3 separate regions of the Mus musculus genome follow, and regions 2 and 3 are each linked to region 1. A link is a contact called in public HiChIP or PLAC-seq and promoter capture Hi-C data. All regions are on one chromosome and are shown on one strand. Each heading gives the region's core, a stretch centred on a gene start, on an enhancer-like site or on the middle of the called end of the contact. The rest is flanking DNA. Distances are from core to core; before and after follow the strand shown. Region 1 holds the start of Ngef (neuronal guanine nucleotide exchange factor). Region 2 holds the start of Prss56 (protease, serine 56). Region 3 holds the start of Ecel1 (endothelin converting enzyme-like 1).

The links. Promoter capture Hi-C pulls out the DNA fragments that hold promoters and counts their contacts. HiChIP or PLAC-seq counts read pairs in DNA pulled down with a chosen protein or histone mark.
Region 2: an H3K4me3 HiChIP or PLAC-seq map of embryonic stem cells shows a contact between it and region 1, with 20 read pairs. The contact joins the promoter of Prss56 here to the promoter of Ngef in region 1. A contact is called at or near these places in 1 of 15 datasets of contacts at CTCF or cohesin (embryonic stem cells), 1 of 484 Hi-C or Micro-C datasets (embryonic stem cells), 5 of 115 datasets of contacts at active chromatin or transcription factors (embryonic stem cells, pancreatic cancer cells and stem cell-derived neural progenitor cells) and 1 of 9 other capture datasets (embryonic stem cells).
Region 3: a contact with region 1 is called in a promoter capture Hi-C map of embryonic stem cells. The contact joins the promoter of Ecel1 here to the promoter of Ngef in region 1. A contact is called at or near these places in 2 of 39 promoter capture datasets (both in embryonic stem cells), 1 of 484 Hi-C or Micro-C datasets (embryonic stem cells), 2 of 115 datasets of contacts at active chromatin or transcription factors (both in embryonic stem cells) and 1 of 9 other capture datasets (embryonic stem cells).

What each region holds. Positions count from the first base shown.
Region 1 is chr1:87,508,806-87,513,229 of GRCm38.p6, forward strand. Ngef (neuronal guanine nucleotide exchange factor) reads right to left here and starts at 1,557. Exons shown (of 13, transcript NM_019867.2): 1 at 1,288-1,557; 2 at 440-582. The coding sequence starts at 1,394.
Region 2 is chr1:87,181,569-87,186,272 of GRCm38.p6, forward strand. Prss56 (protease, serine 56) reads left to right here and starts at 1,746. Exons shown (of 13, transcript NM_027084.2): 1 at 1,746-2,030; 2 at 2,587-2,694; 3 at 3,035-3,088; 4 at 3,185-3,374; 5 at 3,756-3,855; 6 at 3,942-4,101; 7 at 4,326-4,468; 8 at 4,703-4,704. The coding sequence starts at 1,925.
Region 3 is chr1:87,154,813-87,159,610 of GRCm38.p6, forward strand. Ecel1 (endothelin converting enzyme-like 1) reads right to left here and starts at 1,324. Exons shown (of 18, transcript NM_001277925.1): 1 at 1,208-1,324; 2 at 1-276. The coding sequence starts at 177. The region is part of intron 3 of Gm33292 (a long non-coding RNA gene); the gene reads left to right.

The DNA of each region.
Region 1 (4,424 bases), core at 307-2,806:
GTCAAGGAAGACTTCATTCTCTCTCTCCAGCTACTCCATTCTGGAAACAACGTTTTCTACAGGAAAGGGCTGGACCAAGAGTGTTCTCCAAGAGACATCAAGATCAATACCCACTGCTAAAGCCCAGCATAGAGTCTCAAGCTCATAACCCTGGAACTCAAGTTCTCAGGCAGGAGGTGAGGTCCAGGCTAGCCTGGGCTACTGAGTAAATTCCAGGCCAGCCAGGGTTGCAGTGTGAGACTCAGTCTCACAAACACACCACAATCCCAGCTAAATTAGCTCAGTGGTGCAGCACTAATAAAACTCGGCAGTTCTGCCTAGGAAACCATTAGAACTAGTCATGTCAAAAGCCGCATGCCAGTCAGCCCAGCAGCCAGGGTCCCCTGGAAGCCACCAGGCTCTCATGGTCCAAACGAGTCGCTGCCTGCCCTGGACCCACCTATTTGTTCAATGAGGTTTCTCCAGGAGTCGGCGGGAATGGGATGGATCATCTGCAGGGCCTCCGTGAGAGTGGTGGGGCTGTCGGTGAGGGCTGGGCACTCCTCGGGTGTGGTTCCATTTCCAGGGGTGGAGGATGACTCGCTGCAAGAGAAGGAGGAGAGCGACGGCTGTTTATTTTTAAGCAACGACACACCTTGGCTAGATCGCAAGAGGCGACTGTCGGTCAGCACAAGCGGCTGCTGCCTGGAGGGTACTGCCCCTAAGAGCTTCCAAGCCAAGGGGGGCCACAGTGGCCGCCACGTGTCCGGACCGGGCGAGCCCGACAAACCCTTTTTGTCACCATACCAGGGCGCGACGGGGTGATTCACTCCTACACCAGTCCGCCCAAACCTTCATGTTTTTCGAGCTCGCGGACAGGCGTCGGAAAGTTGGCGTACCCTAGCCGCTGCACAGCGCGGAAGGCCGCCCCAACGGGTCCTGCCAGCCCGCTGCCACCCCACTCCCTTAGCCGTCCCGTGCCCCCTGGCCCCACTCGAGGCTCTGTCCTCCAGTTCCAGAGACTGGGAGCGCAGAGAGGGGCGAAGGGCGGGACGCGCACACTCTGGGCGTCCAGGGACAAGGTGCAGGAGGCCATCCCACGCTGGGACTGGGTGCTAGTGACCTGGAACAGGACGCACGGCTCTCCCAGGGGGAAGGTCCGTCGGATTAGAGTTAGTGGGGGGCAGCAGGAGCCCGGGGGCCGAGGACCCGGATAGGCCGCAGGGGTCCGAGATCATCGCCTAGGGAGCGAGTGTGAGGGAGTACGTGGGGACATTGCGCGGGGGCCGGGATACAGCGGGTCCTCACCTGCCCGGCAGGTGTCCCGCCGCCGAGTCGCGCGTGTCGCTCTCCGAGGTGGAGCTGTCGTGGTCCACGGCGCAGGCGGCGCTGAAGGCTGCAGCCAGCAGCTCCATGGGGACCAGCGACCGGGTAGGCTCAGGGGCTGGTGGGGAGCCGCGCGGGGGGCCCAGGGCCCAGCCGGGGGCAATGCGCGGGCTCTGAGTGAGGTCGCAGCGCGCGCGGCTCAAGCCGGAGCTGCCGCCGCCGCTGCTGTAGAGCGCTCCCGCGGACGAGCGCGCGCCTGGAGGCTCCCGGGGTTGCCACGGCAACGGGGGAGGCGGGCGGGGCGCGCGCGGCGGGGGCGAGGCCGGCGGCGGCGAGGTGGGGGCGCTAGGGCCGGGTGCACCCGGACCAGGGGGCGGTGACTCCCCACATGGACCGGAGCCGCGCAGCGCCTGCCTCCCCCGCGGCCGCCGGGTGCCGGGAGACGCGGGGACAGAGGGAACAGAGCTGCCTCAGCCTATCTCCCCTCTTGCCAGTGGGTCGTTTTTCATAGCTCCGCCCCGGGTTTCTTGAAGGGGAGGGCGAGGCGACCCTCTGTCCCATCCCTTGCCCATTACAATTCAGTCTCCTAGATCATGCTTTGGGAATATATGCCCTCTACTCCCAGTTGGAGAGAAAACAGTTATTTCTCCTGCACTCTTGCTCTTGACTCTCAGGTGTGTGTGTGTGTGTGTGTGTGTGTGTGTGTGTGTGTGTGTGTGTGTGTGTGTGTGAAACCCCCCCACCACCACCACCACTGCAGACGTTTTTCCTGAGTGGGTCTTTCTGCTGGACCAAATCTTTCCCAGCGACCCCCAAACGCTGCCAGGAGGGAGTTAAGGAGAAGTTTCCAGAAACTGCAGTAGGATTTCCCTACCCACAAGTAGATCTGCACCCTACTGTTTGTTAGCTAGTACAGCGCTCAGATAAAACGAGAGGATAAGGAGAGAAATATCTCAAGTCAAGAGTAGTGTGGCCAGTTCTGTAGGTACCTGAGGGTGAGGGTGGGACACAGTGTTCCCCAGCATGGCCCCCTCCACACTCCACCTGTGGGCATTGGTTATAAGGAACCTGTTCCTGGGGGTTTGAGGCAGCTGTGTTTATTGGTTTTTCTGGTATATGAGTATTTTGCCTGCATGTATGTATGTGACCAATGTGTTTGACTGGTACCTTTCAAAATCAGAAAAGAGCGTTGGATCCCTGGAACCGGAATTATGGAATTATTGGAGTTACATGGTTGTGAGCCACCATGTGTGTGCTGGCAACTGAACCTGGGTTCTCTGCTAGAGCAACATGTGTTCTTAACACCTGAGTTGTTGCTCCAGCCTCAAGTGTTGCTTGTTCTTGGATGAGTAGGTGGGAGGCACAGCGGCTGGGACTCAAGAGAAACAGCGATGGCTTTGGGAAGGGAGGGTTGTTTTATTTGGAAGGGGCAATGGTTAGTTTAATTGCCATATGACACAGCCTAGCAAGCAACCACAGAAGAGAGTCTGAAGGAGGGCTTGTCTACATCAGTCATGTCTGTGGGGAATTGTCTTGACTAGGTTAATTGAGGTGGGAAAACCCAGTCTACCTTTGACTGTGCCATTCCCATAAACGGTGTTAGACAGAAAACCAAACCAAACCAAACCTGAGCTAAGTGGTGTAAGCATGCATATGCTCCTGTCTCTTTTCTTGATTGTGGATGTGTTGTGACTGGCTGCTTCAAGTCCCTGCCTTGACTTGAGCTAAAATAAACCCTTTCTCTCCTAAATTACTTTTGGTCTGGGTGTTCTGTCACAGCGACAGATAAGAAAGCAAAGCAGGAGGGATCTGTCATCCCCAGGTTGCAGGAGCTGACATAATCCCCCATCTCTCCCTGACTCAATGTGAGGAGAGGATTAGAGATGGCAGAGAGCCCTCTGAATCTGGACATTGAAACTCACCCGTGCTTTCCTGAGGCACAGTTCTCTCAAGGCCTTATGGGAGTTGAAATACAAGCCTCCCACCCCCTGGGTCTTTTTCCCAAGCCCTGCCTTTGTGATTCCTCCTGGGTGTGACTCCACTCAACGCCTTCCCTTTACAACTCTGGTCCATAGCCATCCTCATCACTACCATCCCGGGCTCTGCTCTGGCTGCCATGAGGACCTATCAGAGATGGGTAGTCTTCCGCACAACTGGAGCCTACCTTAGTACCGTCTGAGGTGTGGCTGGGTGAGCTCTGGTATGGCAGACTATTGATTTCTCATTGCCTTCTGCCAGAAAGGGAGGGAGGGTGTTCTTTAGGATTTTCTAATCTCATTTGTGAGGAATTCACCCTCATGTTGTAGAAGCTTCCCAAAGGCCTCATGTCCTAATAGTGTCATATTGGGGGGCACTCATGTCCTAATAACGTCATATTGGGGAGGGGGTACTTGTTTCAACATGTGAATTTTGGGAATACAAGCATTCAACCCATAATATTCTCCCATTGGAGCTCCTCCCGCAACCTAAATTTATTTCTGGACACTCAGACTACACTTCATAATCCAAACAACACAGTAGTTAACCATTCCCAGCATCAACCTTAAAGTGTTATCTACATCAAGTATTGTGGGGAGCATAATTCAGTGGTGTAGTGCAAGGCCCTGAGTTGGATGCCTGTTCCTGGGGAAAAAGAAAAGCCAACAATAAAGAGTTAACTATGGTTAAGATTCAAGGTCTGGCTTATCCTCAGGTAACATTTCTCATCTGAAACCAAACATGATGTGACCTCTAACTATAGTACTGGGATAAGTGGGAATCAGTGCCCTAGTTACAGAAGGGAAGAAAGAGGTGACATGTCAGAGTCCTAGTATGATGCTAACAAAGTTTCCAGAAACAAAGAAGATTCACCATGAATGTGGGGAATACCATCAATGGGCCAAGGTCCCAGGTTTAATGAAAAGGAGAGAGTTAGTTGAGCCGTTTCGTTCATCTCTGTACTTCCTGGTTGTGATGCAATGTAGCCAACTGCTTCATACTCCTGTGGCCACCAGGACTTCCCTACCACTTTAGACACCACCCTCAAACTGTGAGCCCCTTGAACTGTGAGCCAAAACAAAGCCTTCCTTCCTGAAGTTGCATTTGCTGGGGATTTTGTTTTGGAAGCAAGAGCAGTAGCT
Region 2 (4,704 bases), core at 496-2,995, 330 kb before region 1:
GGAAGGGAGGGAGGGGGACACCCCCCCCCCTGCACACACACACACACAGAGCTCATCCAGAGCATACCTATAAAGAGGCTACATCATTGGATTCTGGGGGAGGGGGCATTGTGTCCCCTTTCACTCCTCCCATCCCTCCCACACCCCCAACCCTTCTTCCTCACCTGAACTCACAGATACCTCCTGAGAACCCACTAAGGCTTTCTAGATATATTGAAGAAACCCCCAAGGTTCCCTGCCACACCCCGTCTCTCTTCCTCCTTTCAAAGTGGAAGTACAGAGCCCAAGGGCTTGTCTCTGCCTTTGGGAGGGGTGAAGGAGACCTACGGCCCTCCATTAGGCTCCATTGAGACTCTTAAAACAAAAAGACCACCTTACCCCTGGGAATTAAAATTGCCCAGGAATCTGATCCTGGGGGAAAAGAAAGATTGCTCTGATGCCAGCCAAAGGAAGAGATTCCACATGCTCCCAACAACTTGTAGGATCCCAGGAGTCGAGACAAGGATGGGGTGGGGTGGGGTGGGGGTCTTCTCAACTTGTAGGAGCCAGATCTGAAACAGTGTGCTTTTCCATGCCCTGCCCTTTGCTGTGTGGGTGAGAGAAGGGTCTACTCCCTTCCTGCCATCAGACTGGACTCAAAGCCTGACACATGCCAAGAAGGCAGAGTGAGGACAGACAGTTCTATGCTGGCCACTCCGGCCTGGCCAGGCTTCAGCAGGCATACAGGAGCCATACCTCTCTGCTAGAAACTTGGAGAGCACATAGGATTTACCTATGATATGCAGAGATAACTCCAATCCCTAGTGTCATTGAATTGACACAACAATCTATACCTACCGTTCTCTCTACCTTCCTGGTGGTGGGAGACAGGCTACGTGCTGTGATAAGCAGTCCCTTTGAAGAGAACACATCCCCTAGCCACAGTGTGTCCCAATTCCTGTACTTAAACCCTTAACCAACATGTCCCTGCTGCCAGCACAAATCAAGGTGCCAAGGGTAGTTTTGTTTTGTTTGTACCCAAAGGCTCGGCCCTACCCCAGGTGGTGACTGGATATCAGGACAGTTGCCTGTTTATGACCTTCTCTCAAGAGTCCCTCCTGCCAGATCAGGGTCACAGCAACTGAAAACAAAGCTGGACACACTGAGTGGGCAGGGACAGGGGTCCTGCTGGATCCTGCGCTCCCCAAACTGGGCCACAGTGGGGCCTTTCATCTCCCGCTTGCTTTTGCCTCTTCCCACCCCGCTACCCCAGTGCAGCAATTATGGCGCAAATTAGAATGCTTTGATCATCTTTAGAAAGGGCCACACGGAGGAGGGACACTGCCAAGCAATTAGGGGCAGAGGGGCTGGAAGTTCAATGGCTTGCTTAGGGGGTGAGACTGCCCAGGACACCCACCCCTATCCCTAGCTCTCCTCCCTCCAAAAGTGCCTGTCCCAGCAGAGCAGTGGACTCCCCAGGGTGGCAGAAACAGATGGGGATCCCCCCTCCCAGCCCCTGCCCACCAGTCTCCCTCTGCCTGGCCCCCAGCCCAACGGTCAGTTCTCCAGCCCCATCTCAGCCCCTTTGAAGCAACCGCAGGAACAAGGGCCGCTTTCACAGAAGTGGGGAGACGCAGAGTGGGACGATGAGACTTCAAAGGTGAGGGTCCAGCCCACTACCTCATTCCCTCCCCCAGTCCTGGCTGCCCTCCCACGCACACACACCCCTCTGTCCTCTATATAGCTCCAGGGCATCGTTTCCCTGAGGGCTCCCAGGAGGTGAGGGCCAGGTGAGGTGCGGACCATTAGAAGTGAGTAGTTTAGTGTAAGACAACGGGATCAGATGGTTTGAGGGACACAAAGTCTGTGGGCAGGAAGAATCACAGGAGAGGGTAGAGTCCAGGAATAAAGAGGACAGGGTCTCCCGCCTTGGCCCCAGGTCACCATGCCGCTGGCTATGTTGTTGCTGCTGCTGCTGCTACTGTCCCCAGACTCCCAAACTGCCCATGGGCATCCACTGTACACGCGCCTGTCCCCCGGCGCCCTGCAAGGTGAGCCGGGCTGGTCCGAGGGAACCACGGGAGGTGGGAGGGGCATAGGGAAAGTGAGGTCAAGGGAGGACAAGGGAAATGAGCTTATCTCTCACACTTAGGAGGGCCTGTGGTCCTTCTGCCCACCTTCTGCTGGAAGGAGGAGCCTGGAACTGGGATATAGGAAGGGAGGGTAGACAGCCTCACCCAGGAAGCAGAGACAGCAACACTGCCAAGGGGTTCCAGAGATAACGGTGTTAGAAGACCCGGGGCAGCATGCCTTGGGCCCAAAGATGGATACCTTAACCATATTACCTGGATGTCGGTGGGCAGTGGTTTTCCTCTGAAATCTTTAAGAAAGGAGCTTTTCAGAGATTCCTTCCCAATTGTAGCACCATCTGCCCTGAGGGCTGGCCCTTGGGGCCTGACCTCTCTCCCCATCTCTACATCCCTGGTAGTCTAAGAGTTCACCACGCTTCTCTGGGACTCCCCAGACAAGGTTCAGGAAGACTTAGACTGAGTGGGGCTCTCTGCCAAGGGAATGTGACTTTGTGTCCCATGTCCCTCCCCCTCCCAGTTTTATCTGCCCAGGGGACTCAGGCATTGCAGGCTGCCCAGAGGAGTGCCCAGTGGGCCATAAAGCGCGTGTTGATGGAGATCCAGCACAGACTACATGAATGCCAAGGTTGTACCAGAAGTGCTACCCCACCCAGCAGACTCACATTGGTACAGGGGACTCCTCCTTTTGTCCATGTCCAGCCCTTATTTTTAGGTTCCATCGTCCTTGGGGTCAGATTCTTTTTGAAGGTCCAAGTGGAAGGGGTATGCCAAACTTGAGACACAGCAGGGAGGAGGGGAGAGTGTGGGCTCAGGTGGTCACAGTTCATGGCTGCTCAAATAGTTCCATGTGCTAGAAGGCGGGCCAAGTGGAGAGTGGTTGAAAGATGAGGCCCAGCCCCCCCCCCCAATAAAGCGAAAGATCCGCAAGAGGGCGCAGCGAGGCTCAAAGGATTGTTTCTCAGTAGGACCTGGACGCCCTAGACCTCAAGCCCCCCTCCTCCAGGACCCACCGGAGCCAGGTGAAACTAAAAGACTCCAAGGGCTGAAAGCGAGGTGGGCCTCAACGTGAAGATAACTAAAACTTTTGCTTCATGACGCCGTTTCTGCCATTCTAGTACAATGTGGAGAAAGACATCAAGGCGTTGCCAACACGACCCGGGCTCACGGCCGCATAGTCGGTGGCAGCACGGCTCCCTCGGGGGCCTGGCCTTGGCTAGTGAGGCTGCAACTTGGAGGGTTGCCTCTGTGCGGGGGTGTCCTGGTAGCAGCATCCTGGGTGCTCACGGCTGCACATTGCTTCGCCGGGTACGTCGTCGAGATTCCAGGCACCTGCTCAGCAGGGCCACCCAATCCGATGGGAGTCTAAGCACCCATGGGCCAAAGCAGAGCAGAGCAGGTCTCTGCTGCCCCCTAGCGGAAGCTAGCTCCCAACCTCGGGCCTTAAAATGCCGGTTGCGGGTGGGGGTGGGGGTGGGGGTGAGGGATCCCAGGGTAGGAGAACATCACACTGAATTTTCCCACTGCAGGGAATCTGCACCTTCCCGGTCTCCCTCTCTTTCCCTTGGGTCACAACAGCCACACTTACAGGCTCACTGGATGGTGTGGGTGCATGAGGGTCTGGGCCTCTGAGGGGGCCTCACGCCACCCTCTGTCCCTGATTGGTGTCACCCACTACTTGCGCTGCAGTGCCTCGAATGAGCTTCTGTGGACTGTGATGCTCGCCGAGGGGCCTCAGGGGGAGCAAGCGGAAGAAGTGCAGGTGAACCGCATCTTGCCCCACCCTAAGGTGAGAAGACACGCCCTGAGTCCTCAGAGCTGGGAATAGCATCCCAAACCCTCTTCCTTGACCTTGAACCGCCACCTGCTCTCTAGTTTGACCCGCAGACTTTTCACAATGACCTGGCCTTGGTACAGTTGTGGACGCCTGTGAGCCCAGAGGGGCCTGCGCGCCCCATTTGCCTTCCCCAGGGTTCTCGGGAGCCTCCTGCCGGCACCCCCTGCGCCATTGCAGGCTGGGGGGCTCTCTTCGAAGGTATTGCCAGTTAGGGCCTGGATAAGCTAGCTGCAAGGGGTAGTGAAGAACCAATGGGGGCGGGGCTAGGGGTGGTGGAAGTAAGCTGAAGAGGTGGGGTTTGGAGAGACTAGAATGATGCTCCATCGCATAAACCACGAGGAATTAAAGAGGGCAAGTGAGAGGGGATCTCGAGGCGCAGCCTCTGCCTTCCAAACCCAGACCCCTTACATTCTTTCCTGTAGACGGGCCTGAGTCTGAGGCAGTGAGGGAGGCCCGCGTTCCGCTGCTCAGTGCAGACACCTGTCAAAAGGTCCTGGGGCCTGGGCTGCGGCCCAGCACCATGCTCTGCGCTGGTTACCTGGCAGGGGGCATCGACTCATGCCAGGTATGAGCTAAAACTGACAGGGGGCCCTGGGTGCGTCTCTCCCCTTGGCAAGATAACCCTGTTCTCTCTGGGTCTAGCTGAAAGCTCCTACCTACCGCTAAATCTTCCTAAATAAAATGGAAACAAGTAGTAATCACAGACGCAGCCAGAGCCAATCCTTCCCTACCAGGTACTAGGCAGATATAATTCGATCGATTGTGAATGCATTGCTCTCTGTTGGCTCTGGTCCCTTAGGG
Region 3 (4,798 bases), core at 74-2,573, 350 kb before region 1:
CTCGCGTCGATTCCAGCGGGGCAGCCCAGACCTGGACCCGCTAGCACTGCGCCCTGAGCCCCTCGGGAAGCCTGGAGGCAGTGAGGTCCCTCGAGCGCCCCCGGTGCCACACCGGCTCACATACTTGACTTCCTGGAACTCGTCGTAGTGCGCTGTCATGGAATACGGGGCCTCCATTGTGCCGAGGCTTTGGCTGCAGACCCCTTGTTTGGTCGATTATAGGCTGCTTCTGTCTGCGGGCTTTCTGGTCGGAGCCCACATGGCCCTCGGTCGCAGCTGTAGGAAGGGAACATTAGCAGGCTCAGAGAGGCCCTGGAAAGTGAGGGGACCCAGAAAACAAAGGGTGGGAGTTAGTTTAAGAAGATGGAGGCCACCTGTGATCCACAACCAAGGATCCCACTTCACTCCGTCAACCAAGAAAGAAGGGTTCAGTTGCCAGCAGCTCTTACTGGAATAGTAGCCTTTAACCTGCCTACCCAGGTCTCCACAAGCTCACCACAGAGTAAGGATGCTCGGACACAAAACCAAAGAGCACCGGGCACAAAGTGGGGGCTTCACTGACAACCTGTTTCCCTTGTCTTTGCCTTTCTTGCCCATCATCCTCTCCAGACAAGCCAGGTGGGGGAGGGGGAAGCAGAGGCCGGAGAAAGGAGGTGTGGTCAGGGGCGCCTCTCTGCGGACCCTGAAGCCTCCTTCAGTTCTCCGAACTAAAAGCGACCAGACACCCAAACTTCGTCCTCGGGGAAGTCTGCAGGACCACTCTCAAGCCACCCTCTGGCTGTTTCTCTTCAATGGCTCCAAAGCCCACAAGTCCCTTCCCCAAGCAGCAGCCCTCTCCATTCCCCATCTTTCCCCCACCCGACTCCCCAACCCCGACGGCCCAGATGGAAAACCAGAGACTGGTTTCATCATTTGCCACCCATCAACGCCCCGGGCCATCCCTGTCGTCAACAGGTTCTCCCCAGAATCCAAAGTTGGGAGAAGTTTCACCCCCTTTGCTGCGCCAGCCCTGAGCTCAATCTCTTGCGTCGCGCGGCGCAGTCAGCGGAGCTTGAGAGCCGAGTCCTGGAGTCGCAGCCGCAGCCGCAGCTGGAGCCAGAGCCGGGAGGACAGAGACAAAGCCGAGAAGCTCGGCTCGGCAGCCGCGGTGGCCTCGGAGGTGGCTGTGATGATGTCCTCGGAGGCGGCGGGCCCGAATGACACTTACCCGGCAGGTGCGCGTCTGGGCCGGGCGAGGACCGAGGGAGGGGTCGGGAGCAAATCCCGGCCTCAGCCGGAGAGGAGCTGGGCTGGCTGCGGCTCTCTTCGTGCGCCCGCCGCCTCTGCCGCCGCGCCGCGCCGCCCGCCAGCCCCGAAGGAGGGGGCGCGCCGGCGGCTCCACCCTCCTTCTCCCGCCCCCTGCACCCCTCCTTCTCTCTGCTTCCCTCTGGGCTACCTGTCAGCTCCAGCAGTGCGGAGGTGGGGATGGCGACCGCGGAGATAACGCTCCTGAGAGTGATGCACCAGCTTCTGGCTCCAGGACTCCGGAGTCCAGATCTGTCCCGGGAGGAGGAAGCACGGTCCCTTCTGATGAGCCACTTGGAGCCACCTACCAGTCTGCGGTAAAGGGACTGAAGCTGGAGATCTGGAGGCCAGAGGGAAGTCTGGGCCGAGCCCACAGAAGCTCAGCCCAGGGAGGACTCCAATGGGCAGGTGAAGAGCCTGTATCTGGACCAGCACTCTGCCAGGCGCCATCAGCACCAAGACTTCTTTGTCCTTTTAACTCCTGCTTGCCCCATCTGGGTTCTGGTTGGTACAAGACCCTTTACCTAGCTCTCCTGGGGAGGTTGCAAGTAGAGGCTGAGGCTGTGGCCTCCTCAACCTTAGGTTTTCCTGACATCATTGGCAGGAAGTCCCAGACCCACATAGAAAGGCCTAGAAAAGGATGGTAGGGTGGGGAGAGGGAGGAATCTTGCTCCACTTCCCTCACGGGACTACACAGGGTGAGTTTGTCCAGTCTTCCACCCATTCCGGTTGGCTGAACTAGCTTTTTAAATGTTGGGGACCTCGCTCCTTCCAAGAGACAGAATCATCTTTACCTCTCCACTGTACCCACAAGGTGAAGCCCACACGTGACAGAGACCTGGGAGCTTTCTGAAGGACTGCTACTGTTTCAGGAATCTGCTTTCTCTGCCTCGACTTACCCATCTCTTCTGGTATCCCCAGCAAAGGACCACACAGCCCCAGCAATCCCAACCTTGTGGCTCCAGCCTGCAGCCCTGGCCTAAGCAATGTTTCAGACATTGGTGAAGACCGATGTGATAGAACCCATGTTGAGGTGGGACTGCGGAGAGCGACCACCATCCCGTCGCCATCCCCTCCGGATGTTCTTCATCGTCAGCTACCCAGTCACTAGCCTTTAGTGGCCACCTCTACCACTTTCCTGCCTGTCCAGTCTGTCCATTTCTAAGTCCCACTCACAGGACTGTCTTTCATTCTGACCATCCTAAGGTCCTCTCCTGCCCCATGCATTCTTCTCAGGTCCAATTAATTCTACTGAGGAGCGATGGAATTACGCAAAAATGCCGTGTTTCCGTGAGGGGGGAGGGGAGGGCAGGGCGGTGGCAGAGTGGCTCTTTGTGCTTTTAATCTGCATTTTCCCCTCAACATTCCATCTCCTGGAGGATAATTTTCCAGCCTTTTCAGGCCCTGATTGGTATCATTTCTCCGGCAATGACAGCTTTTATTTTCCCCGAAATGAATGCCGTGAAATTTCCAAGAAATATAAAAATGGATATTGTCTCAAGGAGCCGACTACTCCGACAGCAAGGCACAGAGGCAAACCTGCTTCCCCGGGGACTTTCCTCTGCATCCACAGGAGGATAGGGACCCTGGTCCTCAGTCCCTTTATTTGCTTCTCTCCTCTGGGGTCAGTCCTTGGAGCTCTTCTTCTGGTCACCACTCACACACTCAACTACCATTGATCCATTCATCTGTCTCCCGGCCAGGCTGGCCAGGCGGATTGGGCCTCCCCAGCTGCCTGTTCTGTTCAACACCTTATACTTCACACTGAACCCTGAGTGCTGAAATAAGCTTAGAATTGGGTCCTTTGACCATTAGGCCCTTGTCACCTTGACATGTCCTGTGGTCAGGCTGTCCATAGAAAGGGTTCAGAGAACCACTCCTTCTCTCTCCTGCCTATCTTGCTCCATCGATCTCTGAGGTTCTCAGAGATTCTCCTTCAGTTGCTACGTGCTCCCAGATCCGATGAAGATTAGATTGACAGGACCGGGCCATTCCTAGCTGAGTCCAGAAGAGCCCCAAATGAGGTTCTAGAGACCCACCTTGGGAAAAGAAGGCAGGCGGCAGTCAGAGAAGGCACACAGGGGTATGAGGGGCAGAAGCATTTGGAAGCAGTTCTTTGCCTCCACACAAGCCAAAGTCATATCCCAACGACTGTGTTGATGGAGCATCACTGGGTTTGTCTTCTAGATAAGGAGCGCCTGTAGCCCCATCTCTGGTATAGCTTTGGGACAGCAATATTCACAAGGATTCATGGCTATTGAGCATTCACCAAGGTGCTGTGTATCTTGCCCTAAACAAGGGAGGGAATATCCTAAAGCCAGACCACCAATCCAAGACCTAGCTATGGTCAGTGCCAGCTCAGATCTGTACTGTGTGGGGTAGAACCCTGGCCCCTGCAATGTGTCAGCTCTGGGCTACACCACAGCCTCTCTCCCATCCAGCCAGTGCCCTGGTCTTCTAGCAGTTGTGAGTTGTCTCTAGGCCACAACCAGTTTCCTGCCCTCCGCCTGGCCTCCCTGGGCTCATCCATCCATTATTCACAGCACAAAATGGATTTTTAATTTGAGAAATGAAATGACTCTCCCTAGTGGCTGGTGTGGCAGGGAGGGGTGGGGGAGAGAAAGGTCGGCTCTTAGAGACGGCTGCACACTGCTGGCTGTGGCTCTCATGGAGAAAATGAATGTCCACGGCAGGTTTTGGGGGCCACAGGGGCCCCAGGTACATGCACCCCCACCCACTACCCATACTGTGCCTTTACTAACATTGTTGCTGTCATGGATTGAGTTAAGAGTGCCATTCTGTCCTGAGGTGGCCAATAGTGAGGTCTGGGAGCAGCTAGAACCTGTCACCCATTTGTTTTCTCCTGGCTGGTCTGTCACCTTTCAAAGTCCTGGTCCTCACTGTCTGGTCATCTGGCTTCCCAGGATTCAGCCCATCCAATGATTCACAGATCAACCTGGATTTTTAAATTGTATTTTATTTATTAGTTAGTTAGTTATTGCAATAGAGTCTTACTTTGTTGTCCCAACTGGTCTGGAACTCCCGGGCTCAGGTGATCCTCCTGCTACAACCTCCTAAGTAGCTGGGATCACAGAGTAGACAAGCATGATGGGCTAAGAAATGGCTTTTTTATTTTTATTTTATTTTATTTTTAACTTTTCTGAGATAGGGTTTCTCTGTGTGGCCCTAGCTGTGCTGGAACTCACTCTGTAGACCAGGCTGGCCTCGAACTCAGAGATCTGCCTGTTCCTTCCTTTCAAGTGCTGGGATCAAAGGGTATACCACCATGTCGGGCATGAAATGGGCTTTTAATTTTCAAAATAAAATGTCACTCTCTGGTAGCTGGGGTGACAGACAGGGACCAAAGAAATCTGGAATCTCCTGCACCCAACCTCTTGTAGATTCCCAGTCGAGCTCTATGTAAAGCCCTGGCTCTTCACTGTGCATCCTCTGGTCTAAGCCTTGGCCTCCAGTCTCCAGATCCCTGAGTCACCCCTCATGATGACTAAGCTTA